2 separate regions of the Mus musculus genome follow, and region 2 is linked to region 1. Evidence: chromatin contacts called from public promoter capture Hi-C data. All regions are on one chromosome and are shown on one strand. The core of a region is the stretch at or near the end of the contact, and the rest is flanking DNA. Distances in the headings are between cores, read along the strand shown. Region 1 holds the start of Ift81 (intraflagellar transport 81). Region 2 holds the start of Pptc7 (PTC7 protein phosphatase homolog).

Region 1 (6,436 bases), core at 1,011-3,510:
CCTCCTCCTCCTCCTCCTTCTTCTTCTTCTTCTTGAGTCAGGGCTTCTCTGTGTCTGTTCTTTGGCTGTCCTGGAACTCACTCTGTAGACCAGGCTGGCCTCAAACTCAGAGATCTGCCTGCCTCTGCCTCCCAAGTGCTGGGATTAAAGGCATGCGCCATCACTGCCTGGCTTGCAAGACTGTTTCAAAATCAAATATGACCAAAAGCATTTTTTAAAAATTTAAAAAGGGAATCATCTCCGGGTCCGGGGAGATGGCTTAGGCATTAAAATCATGTGCTGCTCTTCCAGAGAACCCAAGTTTGATTCTTGTCACACACACATAATGGCTGGTAGCAGTCTCTAACTCCATTTCCAAGGGTCTGATGCTCTCCCTTCTGGCCTCCATGGGCACTGCATGCATGTGGTGTACACACACGCAGACAAAAACATCTGTACACATAAAATACATAAAATAAAAATGAACATATGGGGGCAACAGTCTAACATCTTTTGGGCCAATGAGAGTCTTCGCCGAGAACTTTCTGGAACACTAGGCTGCCAGGACAGGGGTAAGCCTCCCAGTACTAGCAGCCCACCAGTACTAGCAGCCCATTCAGAGCAAAGGGGGAGGAGACAGAGATGGGGGGAGAGAGCAAGTCAAGATGACAGTGAACTCTTAGATTAAGTCATACAGGAGTGATATGAACTTCCCAATGACACAGCATCTAAGCACCTGTTTTAGTTTGCTTTCTATTTCCGTAATAAACTACCATGACCAAAAACAACTTGGGGAGGAAATGATTTACTTAGTTTACAGATCATAGTCCGTCATCAGGAAAGAAAAGGCAGGAGCTTGAAGCAGGAACCACAAAGGAATACTTCTTACTGGCCTGCTTCTCCTGAGATTCTCAGCTACCTTTCTTACATCGGCCAGGCCCACATGCCCAGGGGTGGCCTTGCTCACAACGGGCCCGGCCCTCCTACACACAATAAATTAATGATGTAATAAAATAAAAAGCAAGGTCGGAGGTGTAACTCAGTGGTAGAGTTCTTTCCTAGCACAGGCTATAGGAGAACAGGATGAGGAGGTGGAGGAAGAGGGGGTGGAGCGGGAGGTGAGGTAGAAGTGACAAGCTTTCAGAACCGCTGTTAGAGCCTGTTAGAAATCTATTCAAAATCTCAAACACAGTTCAGTTAGAAGGTACCATTAGGAGCTTACATACCAGACTTGACCAGGCGTCTCTGGGGGGAAAAGAAAAGCTACCCACAGTTTGTTTCAGACAGAATAAGCAAGGTCTCTATGCTGTAAAACTGTTGCTAGGAATGTCTTCTTAGACTCCTCAGTGAATCCCACCAAGGAATCACAGGGTGAAGTCAGTTCCTCCTTTCGTCTGTAGCAGGTGGGGACACCACAATCTGTCTCTGTGGAACCTGTCTCTAGGTTTGTGTGCCAAGCGCCTTTACCAGTTGAGCTACCTCAACAGGTCATTTGGATTCTTTTTACTGGTCTTTAAACAGCGCTCTGTCTAATGGAGACATGACAGTATGATTCCTTCAGCCATCCCTGTCCCCCAGTAAACGTCACACATACTCTGTCATCACTGAGACATCTTGGTACATTTCTCTCCGTCCTGGGCTGTTTAACTATATTGCCTCTCTTTCCCCATCATCTCTGTGAGGACAGAACCAACCCTATTGGGTCTTGTTCTCTATTGCATTTCCAGCAGTCAGCAGTATGGAATGCCTAATTTATCATTTGTTAGCTTGAGGTTGTGGCAAGTCTGGTATTACATTTACTGTTTCTCCAAGGATGTCTGAGCATCTAACCTAGTTTTCAGAGTAGGCCTCCATTTGTCCCGGTCTGTCTCTCCTCTCCATGTCTGGGTCTCTCAATCCATAGTTTATAATTGTTCCATGCATGATTTAACCTGGAGATTCTTTCGTCGAAAACCTAAATTCGGAAACCACGCCCAATGCTTTCTGACCCCAAACCCTATCCAGTCCTGCTTCAAACAAGTCGCCCCAAGTTTGGTAAATAAATGAATGAATGAATGAAACAGCACACGCAAACAGCACAGGTTAAGCCCTTTGTCAAGGTGAGAACGGTAGACGGTTCGCAAAGGTTATTATCAGCAGGAGTCTAAGTGGGAATAACAGCCAGAGTCACCCTAGGCTTTCTGCAGAGGTTCGGAACCCCAGGTACCAGGGCCAAGCTTTCCAGCCCGAGGCTCCGCCCTCCGGTGTGCGCGCGCCCCCCTCCTCCCCGAGCCAGAGGAAGTGACGTCACCGCATGGCAACCGTTGCCAAGGAGCGGTCTCTAAGAACCCGCAAGCGCCCCAGTGCCTCCCGAGGGTGGGGAGGTGGTTTCGTGAGGAGGATTTGAGGTAACCCCCGCCAACTCGCGGTCGGGAACTCCGCGAACCCCCGAATCCCGTCAAGCTGCGCCCGCTCCCGGCCGGTGGCGGCAGCAGGGCCTGTCGGGGGGCGGGGGGTCGGCCGCGCGGGTCCCCCTCGGTCTCCGGGCGTCGCAGGAGGCCGTAGGCCTGCGCGCGCTGCCCCGGCTGGGCCGGATACCACGCGCGTCCTGGTTTTAATTCTTGCCCCGGCTCCCCCTGGGTGCTGCAGTGGGTGAGTGCTGGTGAATTAGCTCGGCCGGTTGCGCTGGAAGAGGGAGAGTAATTGCTTTTGCTAATTTTAGCGCGCAGCGCCCGGCGGGCAGCGACAGCCCTACCTGGTTCAAGAGCATCTCTGTCCTCTGAAAGCTGGTGGGGCAACGCAGCTCATTTCTTTTCTTAAAAAAGTTTGGAAACTTGGCGTGTATTAGTTGCGCATAATGGGTACCACTGTATTCACACATGCATACATATAGTGTATTCCATCACCCCATCCCCGTTTCTCGCTCTTCGCTTTCCTGCTCCCACGGAATCCATTTCCTAACCCTTCTCCCTTCGACTTTTTTGCCCCCACCTCACTCCCCTTTTCTTTTGGAGGTCCAATGAGTTTAATTATGGTTCCCCACCCTTAGCAACCATTAAGTTGCCTGTAATAATCGTGAGCCCCTCCCCTTTTCTTCTCTTGGCAACATTTTCTTGCTTATCCAGATATTTGGTTTGATTTTGTGTTTCTCAGAGAAGAAAAAGCCGTATGGACAACTTCTAAATTAGTTTAAATATATGTGGATATAAGGATGTGTATTATATTTTTACAGTTGAAAACTTGAGCCTCCCAAGTTTTTAAAAAGTAAAGATATTCTCTGTAATTTATTTATTTCTGGCTTGTTTTTTGAGACAATGCTTCTCTGTAGAGTCCTGGCTGGCCAGGAACTCACTCTGTAGACCAGGCTGGCCTCAAACTCAGAAATCCTCCTGCCTCTGCCTCCTAGCACTGAGATTAAAATTGCACACTACTATCCCTGAGATAGTCTTTATATATAAACTTAAAAAGAAACCTTAAATTTAGCAACCATACTGGTTGTGCCATCCTTTCTTATCTTTTAGAACAACTTTATTTCCTTCCTTCTAGCTTCCTTCCTCCTTTCCTTCCTTCCTTTCTTCCAAATGTCTTCTAAATGTAAGCTTCACCCACCCAATTAAAGAACCCATTTCATGCCAGACTTGGTGGCTCTTGATTTTAATTCCAGCACTCAGGAGAGAGAAGCTTGGTCTACACCGTGAGTTCCAGGCCAGCTAAGGCTACACAGCAAAACCTGTTTTAAAAGGAGAGAAAGAGAGAGAGAGAGAGAGAGAGAGAGCGCGCGAGCATGTGTGTTGGGGGGGGTGGAGTAAGATGCTCAGGGCTTACTTTATGTCTTGAGTGAAACAGTATCTGTCTCATAGTTTTAACTAAGAAAGCATTGAGATGACTTTGTCGTCTTGTCCACCTCACCTTTTCTAGTTTAAGAGGGTCTTATAGTGCAGCCCAGGTTGGCCTTAAACTTTGCCTCCTTCTTTCTCAGCCGCCTCACTTCTGGGCTTACAGTGTGGGGCAGTGCTCAGGAATAGCAGTTCAGTTTTGTTGCTGTGATTTTGACAAGGTCTCAAGGCGCCCAAGCGGCTTTGACCTCACACTAAGTAGCCAAGCAAGGGCCACCTTGAACTTGTGATCTTCCTGCTTCCACCTCCTGAGTGCTGACGTTACAGGCCTGCTCACGGACCTCCAGTTAATTCAGTGCTGGGAATCAAACCCAGGGCTTCCTACATGTTAGGCAAGCCATCATAAATCCCCAGCCCAGCACTTCATTTTAGTAAAGCAGTTTCCCTTGGTAAAGCCATTTCAGCTGTTAAGAAATCAGTTATTCAATTTTAATTAAAAATTAAAAAAATAAACTTTAAAATATTTATTTTATAAATATGAATGTTTTGCTTGTTATGTATGTGTGCCACATGGATGCCTAATGCTGCAGATGTTCAGAAGATCCCCTGGAAACGAAGTTAGGGGTACTTGTGAGTCACCACGTGGGTTCTGGGAACCAAACCCAGGGTACTCTCCAATGTTTTAAGGCTATGATCTTCCGTAACAGCCTTTTATGCTCAGGCTTCCAGGCTGTTTGTTTTGCTTTCCAGCTTGAGGCCAATGAACAAGTTCATTCAACCTAGTAGAAAAAAATCACCGCCTCAGTCTCGATTTAATGTGTTCAGAATGGAATTGGATAGATTCCTCATGGAATGTACAGTTTACCAGAGAGAGGGGGGGGGGGAGGAAGAGGAAGGCCCCTAAGAAACTAGAACAACATACAAAGCTGCCTAAGGAAAGCTGTGCCGGTGGTGTGGTGGGCACGGAGGACAGACAGGCTTTGTTCCTTGAGGATTTCCTGAGAGATTGTGAGTCCCAACAGGGCCTGGGAGAGTGGTGAGATCCAATCCAGCTAAGGAGGGAAAAGGAGGAACAATCATTGTTAGGCAGAAAGAGAACAGCGTTGATTGAACGTAGGTGGAAGCAGGAGCAGCGACTGGGCTCAAGTTTCAGAGTGAAAGGTTAAGTTGAGTTGGCTCATACAGATCTTGAGAGCTTTATTTCATAAGAAATGAGAAGCTTACAAATGATCTGAGGAGAGGTGGAGGCCAGAACACTGGAAACTGCTTCCTCACTGAAGGTAAAAGGAAACCAAGGCCTGAAATACACAGGGTAGCAGAGCTGAGGTCTACCAGGCTAACCCAGTCATAGTAACGTGGGGGCAGGGAGCGTTTGGAGACCTAAACAGCACTAAAGAATAGGCCTGGCCTGAAGTGTATGGGCCCCATTTGCATTCCCTGGTTGAGGCAAAGCACAGATATGGGCTCAGGGTTGCCAGATCTAATTTTCAAAAGGATAAGATCTGGATTCTATCATGGAAATAAGATTTTTTTAAAATATGAGGTAACCAATTAAAAAAAAAAAAAAGCTTGCCTATAATTCTGTCTTTAAGCCAGGGTAAAAACTGTATTGGGGCGGTTCTAATGTGGGTGGACATTATTGTCCATTTGTCTGTGTTTAGGTGCATCAGAGTTGATACTAAAGCAGGTTGATATTGAATATTAGCAGCATATACAGACTTCATACTGAAATCTTCATATTCTGATTTCTTCCAACAAAACTGTCTTGTCCTAGCATTATGTATGTAGTGCAGAAGTATCCCTCTCTATCTACTTCCTATGAATTTAATTCTGATTTTCTCCTGACATGTTAGCTACCAAGACTGAGGATTCCTCGCTCCTCTTTTTCTTTTCCCTCTGTAGTTTTAAGCTATAACATTAATCATGAGTGACCAAATCAAATTCATCGTGGACAGCCTCAATAAGGAGCCTTTTAAGAAGAATTATAACTTAATCACATTTGATTCTTTGGGACCAATGCAACTATTGCAAGTTCTCAATGATGTCCTGGCTGAGATTGACCCCAAGGTAAGTTTTCAAGATATTTCTTTGTAATGAAAAATGTAGGAGGATCGCCCACCTTTGCCTCTTAATTAACTGCCATGGGTGTGTGGAAAAGTCCATTCCTGGGTCTCATTTACCTGCTCGTAAGGAGGAGTTAATGAACTTTCAGACCACTCTACCAACTCCCATTTCTGTTACCTACCTAAAGGTTTTAGTTTTTTTACTTTTCATTTATTTTGTGTGCATGTGTGGGGGCATGTACATGCTGTGTGCATGTGTGGGGGCATGTACATGCTGTGTGCATTTGTGGTGGGTGTGTACATGCTATCAAACCCGTGTGGAGGTCAGAGGACAACTTACAGGCATCAGTTTCCTTTACCATGTGGTTCGCTGTGATCCTTGCCAGGCTCGGTGGCAGACCCATTTTTACCCAGTGAGCCGTTTCACTGGTCCCTCAGTTATCTACTTATTTAGACATTATTTCTCTTCTTCTAGACACAAATAGATTTGGTCCTGGAATAAAGATGTATTTTATAAAAGGCTTTATTATATTGCAAGTTAGTTCATGTCTCTTATTCACTTTCCCATTGGAGACTTTA
Region 2 (6,215 bases), core at 3,678-6,177, 330 kb after region 1:
CTCTATCTCAAAAACAAAACCAGGGCTAGAAAGATAATGATTCAGCAGCCAAGAGGACCAGCTGCCCTTACAGAAGACCTGGGTTTGACTCGCAGCATCCCCATAGCAGCTCACAACCATTCAGAATTACAGTTCCAGGGAACCCAATGTCCACCCACATCCACCAAGGGCATCAGCCATGCATGTGGTACGTGCAAGCAGGCAAAACACCCCCACACACAAAACACTACCACCACCACCACCACCACCACCACCACCACCACCACCACCACCACCACCGCCACCGCCACCCCACCAAAGAATATTTTTTAAGATTGGCAAGACTCACAAAAACACTTCAGAATCCTGGCCCAGTAAAAACTCAAAACCAAAGGCTGGCGTAGAAAACTGTTTTATTTTCATGTTTAGGTTCCAAGTTAAGCCAAGCTTAAACAAACAACCCTTGGCTTTTTAAGAGCAGCTTCACTGCTCAGTCTTTAGAGGCCAGAATTTATACTGCACAAACCATGCCTTCCATTTTCAAATAAATGGTTTTCTGTAAGCTGTGTTTAGCATGCAGGGGAGTTTTTGTTGCTTTCCAGTTATGAGTCAGAGAGAATAAAGCGATTATAAACACATTCATATGCTCTCTCACTCTCACTCTGACTCTTTCCCTCCCTTCATCCCTTCAAGTATGACAGAGAAAGCCCTGTCTGCCAATAACTAGCAGTGCTTTGAAGTTACCCAAGCATCTGAAGGTCTCTCTACTCATCACCAAAACATGGAGGAAATGGGCCTCAAGGTTGTGAAGTCTGCAGTTCTCAGCAACCTTTTGATGCTGCTGTTGTGATGGGGACATCAGGTGGCTCTCATGGCTCTGTGTACCTAGGAAGGCACAGCATGCAAAGTGACAAAGCTCAGGGCTAAGTAAAGGGAAGGAAAACAGCTCGTGCCGCATGGGCTTACTCCTGCTGGCCCAATGGAGAGAAGGAGCCCCTGCCAATTTTCCACACGGGATGGGAGTGGTGCTGGGACTCACCACACCCTCCACAGCCAATTTTTCCTAAAAGAAATCCAGTGGGGACAATAACAGTGTGAGTCATCAAGTGTTCTTTATCATGACTAACAGGACAATTCAGTCCCAATGTTATCATACATACACACATACATACATACATCTATGGACAGTTTCTCTGTGTAGCTCTGGCTGTCCTGGTAGACCAGGCTGGCCTTCAACTCAGAGATCTGCCTGCCTCTGCCTCCCAAGTGATGGAATTAAAGACATGTGCCACTATGACCTGTCAATTTCAATTTTTAAAAAAATTAAAATAATAATTTATTTCTCCTACTCTAGCTTTCATTCCTAACAGCTGAGGAGAAGCCCACAGTGAGTGACCAAACTGCAGAGATACTTAGCAAGAGAGAGTCTCAACTCAGAGACAAGACAAGGCCTCTTTATGTAGACCAAGCTAGCCTTGAACTCACACAGCTTTACCGTAATGTGATTCAGCTTACAACTCGTATCAGTTCAGCCTGTGATAGGATGGTGTCAATAGAGTCAGAGGCACCACCTGGTGAACTGCCTCATGGCTGCCAAAGACCAAATGAGGCCAACTTAGAAAGTTGTTTCAGGTGACTCCCAGGATGGCTTTCCAGAAGGGCACCTCCACAACAGGACAGTCCTGGAGAACCTGTTCCTCACTGTTCTCATGCCCACTCCCCCATTTGCAGGTGTGTGTCTGCAAGATCTTTGTCAAATCTGACTAGCTTCTTCTTGGACACATAAGCAGCAGTGTGTGTGTGTGTGTGTGTGTGTGTGTGTGTATCTCCATCAGACACTCAAGCACCTGCCTTCAGTGGCACATGGTGGACTGTCTCCAGCCTGCCTCTGTGCTCTCTTCTCCAAAGAGGTCCCTTGCACAGCCAAGGATCCTTCAGCCAGTGAGCCAAGGTAACTTAACAACTGAGTGCCCAATGCTAGATACAAAAACGAAGAGCTCTACCAAGGTGCCTGTGGCAGGCGATTCATAGCCATGCTGTTTGAGGGACTACAGGAAAACCTGAACCTGACTGTCTAGCCAGAGCCTCCACATTAAGTCTGACAGCCTACTCCTTTCATCTTTTCCAGATAAGGACCGCAGACTCAGAAAGTCCACCCAAGACCACAAATTACAGAGCTACTTAGTTGCAAAGCTTAACCTCAAAGTAGGCATGGTTTCTGCCAGAATGCCAGAGCAGGAGATGAAATCTGTGCTTTTTTAGAAAGGGTCTGACCAGTATCTCCCGTACCCTTGTAAATATGCCACAATGCCAAGATAGCAGCGTGTTCAAATTCAGCAGAGACTTAATACATTCAGATACAGTAGTCCCCTTTCTTCTTGAGGGATACATTCAAGGCCCCTAGTGGATGCCTGAGCCTCAGAGAGTACTGAACCCTCTAAGTACTTTTTCAAATACATATATAGCTATGATAAAGAATAATTTGTAAGCTGGGCAGTGGTGGCACATGCCTTTAATCCCAGCACTTGGGAGGCAGAGGCAGGTGAATTTCTGAGTTCGAGGCCAGCCTGATCTACAAAGTGAGTTCCAGGACAGCCAGGGCTACACAGAGAAACCCTGTCTCGAAAAACAAACAAACAAACCCTAAGAGTGGTTCACTCCAGGTATTTGTCAATGTGATATGCTCAGACCCAGGTCTAGAAAGTACTATTACTGCCAATCAATCAAACCACAGATTTCTCACAAAAATAAAATCAAGCCCAAAAAACTAGCTTGTAGTCAGCTTTATAAAACGACCTTTCCTGGCTCATCATCGCTTAACCTGTCCGTATGACTGCAGCTCCTGACATCTTTTTGGTGGTGTTGGGTCTTGAACAAGGGCCTCATGCATGGGTGGCAAGTTAGCAGCCTATACTACCCACGGCTCACTGTGACTTCAAAGGCAGCACAGACCCTAAGTTCCCCAAGCGAAGGGCTGCTGGCTGCCTAGGTGACTTGCAGAAGCCGCAAACGGCAGCCTCTCAATAGACTTCACGGCGAATCTGTATACTTCCAAACCTAGGGAGGCTCTCTGAAAGGTTGGTACCAATAGTGCGGTCTAAATACTACAAGATTTTTCTCAACACAGATGAAGAGGTTATTCATCAATTAAAATGAGAACCAACCCCGGTATCATGCTTACAAACACTCCATGTGACAAAACCAAAACTCACAAGGTTATCTGATTTGAAAATGTCAAGAGCTGGGAGCTGGGCACACACCTGTATCTTCAGCAAGAGCTGAAGGTCAGCCTGCACTAAACAGCAAACGAGCTACAAAGACACTGTTCACACGAAAAAGAAAGAAGGAGAAAAAAAAAACGGCAAACAATTACTGTCACAAAAACTATTATTTGCTCCGATGCCATATTTTGTCTAAGCCTATGAAGCTTTTAAGTAACCATAAACTCAATGTCACTGGAGAAGTGAAACCAACGTGACATTTGAACCTAGGCGCCAATGACAGTCTGTCCTTCAATATCAAAAGAAGAGCTTCCCGAACTGAAAGACCTTTAGTGGCATACAGGGAACTCTCCAAGGGCATACCCTAGGTAAAGTTTCTGACAGCTTGTGCATTTGTTTAGGCCTTTGGACAGCTCTCTCTCTCTCTCTCTCTCTCTCTCTCTCTTTCTCTCTCTCTCCTCTCTCTCTCTCTCTCTCCTCTAGTAACTGGGATAGATCTTAGGAAGCACCTGTGGCCTAAAAAGCTGTGACCGAGTCTCACAGCCTTTTTGGCTGCAGCCTACAAGCAGGTCCAGCCATTCTATTTTGGGTCAAGGAGACCTTTCTGCCACCCCCAAGTGACCTCAAGTAGACAAGCTGGGTTAGGGAGAAAGCACTGCTAGAATTTCTAACCAGGCCAGCAGTCCACCCACAACCCCACGGCCCTTCCCGAAAAGGATGGCAATCCGAGGACGGTCCAGGCAGCGGGAAGAACCCACGACGGGGGGCTGTGGGCTCCCCGCCGTCTGTCTTCGGGTCTGCTCCCGGATCCCGCAGCTGGGACCGGGCCGTGGCGTCAGGAGCTCGCCAAGAAGCAGGGATTCCCGGGGCGCCAAGAGGGAGGAGGGAGTGAGGCAAAGCGAGGTTAGCAGCCTGCAGGTGTCGCCGAACGAGGAGGACGAGGTCGCGTGGGGGCTGTGACTAAGAAGAGTGCGCGGTTCTGCACCGGGACGGACTGGACACATTCCCAAGGCGGTGACCTTGGGCACGTGGCTCCACCGCTCTGTCCCTCAGTTTCCCCATTTCTAAAGTGTGGGGATGGGGAGGGAGGGATCGTGAGGCAGAAAACGCATCTCGGGGCGCTCGGCAAGGCGCTGCGCTGCGCTCAGCGGAGGAAGCAGGGAAGACTCGCACTCCGGAGTCCCCAGGAGGCCGACTTGGGGCCGGGGGACTCACCCAGGACGTCGGCCGAGCGGTGGCGGGCCACGAAACACGCGTCGTCCCCGTAGCACGCGCCCTTCTTGAGCAGGCCCTTACGGAAGTCCTTGCCGAAGCCGCAGCCCGCCGTCACCAACCCGTAGTCGCCGCTGCTGCCACCACCGCCGCCGCCGCCGCCGCCCGCCCTGGGGTCGGTCTGCGACAGGCCGCCGAGCACGGCACGGGCCACCAGGCGTCCATACGACAAGACCGAGAACATCGCCGCCGCCGCCCCCCCGAGGAGGCGCGGGGCCCGGGGCGCCGGAGGACGCCGAGGCCCGGAGCCGGCTCTCTCCTCCGCCGCAGCCGCGCCGCCGGGGCGTTCCTCAGGGCGGCGCGCACTGGCCACTGCCGCCCCTGCCCGCCGCACGGGGCCTCGCACACGCTCTACCGCACGCACTGGAGCCAGAGCGAGGTCAGAGCCGGCGGCTCCTCCGCCTCAACCACACTGGGGTCCCGGCTGCAGCCGCCGCCGCCGCCGCCATCTTCCGCTCCACTAGCGTGTTCCGGGCCGCGCCGGCAGCGCCGCCCCCTCTCCGACCCCGCCCCGGCCCCGCCCCCTCTCCGCGGCTCAGGTCCAAGCCCCGCCCCCTCGGACTCGCAGCCCTATGTAGTCACCGGAATCGAGCGTGCGCAAAGGGTGTGGGCGCAGTGTCTCCTGGAAGTCGTAGTTAAGAGTTATAGTCGCTTTGGTCTTGGCTACCTGTGATCCAGGAGTTAGATTTACCAGAGGACTGTAAATTATTGAGAATGACCGGTAGACTGGGTTGTTGGGGGTTTTTTTTGGGGGGGAATTAGAATGGGTGTCCTGTTTTGATTTTTTTTCTCTCTCACCACCTTTTTTTTTCCCTCTTCTGATTTTTTTGAGATAGAGTTTCATCAAGCACAGGCTGACCTCAGACTCGCTCTGTCACCAAGGTTGGCCTTGGATTCCTTCTGATCTTGCCTACAGCTTCTCAAGTTCAAGGATTACAAATTATGTGCCACTATATCTTGTTTAACAGTTTCTTCCATACACACCACATACACACACCCTCTCTCTATATATATTCCTTTACATAACTGTAAGAAACCAAGATTGGGATTCTACACCATCTAGTATACTGGGTGAGAAACGGCAATCCTAACATTTCCATTATTCCTGTGTCTTGAAAGCCCCAGATCTAGTACCCTAGATCCTAAGTTTGACAGTCAACCTGGCCAAGCAGGTCTTTTTCCTGCCTCTGATTTGGAGGCCTTCAGAAACTGTGGAGGGCTGAGAGAACTGCCAAGATGAGGCCTCTTTCTCCAGCCACAGCTGCCTTCTCTTTTCAAGAGGGTCATCCCTTGGCAGAAAGAAGGGGTCAGGCATGATGGCCTATAGCTCTAATCCCTGGCAGTTAGGAGGCAGAGGTAGGCAGATCTGTGAACATGAGGCCAGCCTGATCTACATAGTGAGTTACAGGTCAGTTAAGGTTACATAGACACCCTGTCTCAAAAAAGAAAGAAAGAAAGAAAGAAAGAAAGAAAGAAAGAAAGAAAGAAAGAAAGAAAGAAAGAAAGAGAGAGAGAAAGAGAGAGAAAGAAAGAAAGAAGAGAGAGGGAGATAAAGAAGAGAGGGGGCACTTTCTATTTTATTTTTTCTAAAACTCTTGGCCTATTTGAACAAAGATCAAACAGCCTTCCCCAAATATTAACAATTGTAAGTTATTTCCCTAAGAAATTATTTCAGTTGAGTAACAGCAAAGACTCTTTATCATCATCATCGTCATTACTGTTCTTTTTTTTTTTTTTTAAGAT

The links. Promoter capture Hi-C pulls out the DNA fragments that hold promoters and counts their contacts.
Region 2: a contact with region 1 is called in a promoter capture Hi-C map of the SN4741 cell line, with 2.9 times the contacts expected there. The contact joins the promoter of Pptc7 here to the promoter of Ift81 in region 1. A contact is called at or near these places in 5 of 39 promoter capture datasets (HPC-7-derived erythroid cells, the SN4741 cell line, hippocampal neurons and 2 more), 2 of 484 Hi-C or Micro-C datasets (large pre-B cells and pre-B cells), 2 of 115 datasets of contacts at active chromatin or transcription factors (cardiomyocytes and embryonic stem cells) and 2 of 9 other capture datasets (adipose tissue and liver).

Annotation. Positions count from the first base shown.
Region 1 is chr5:122,610,368-122,616,803 of GRCm38.p6, reverse strand. Ift81 (intraflagellar transport 81) reads left to right here and starts at 2,260. Exons shown (of 19, transcript NM_009879.4): 1 at 2,260-2,366; 2 at 5,697-5,861. The coding sequence starts at 5,718.
Region 2 is chr5:122,283,110-122,289,324 of GRCm38.p6, reverse strand. It overlaps Pptc7 (PTC7 protein phosphatase homolog), which reads right to left and starts at 4,927. Exons shown (of 6, transcript NM_177242.4): 1 at 4,416-4,927. The coding sequence starts at 4,656.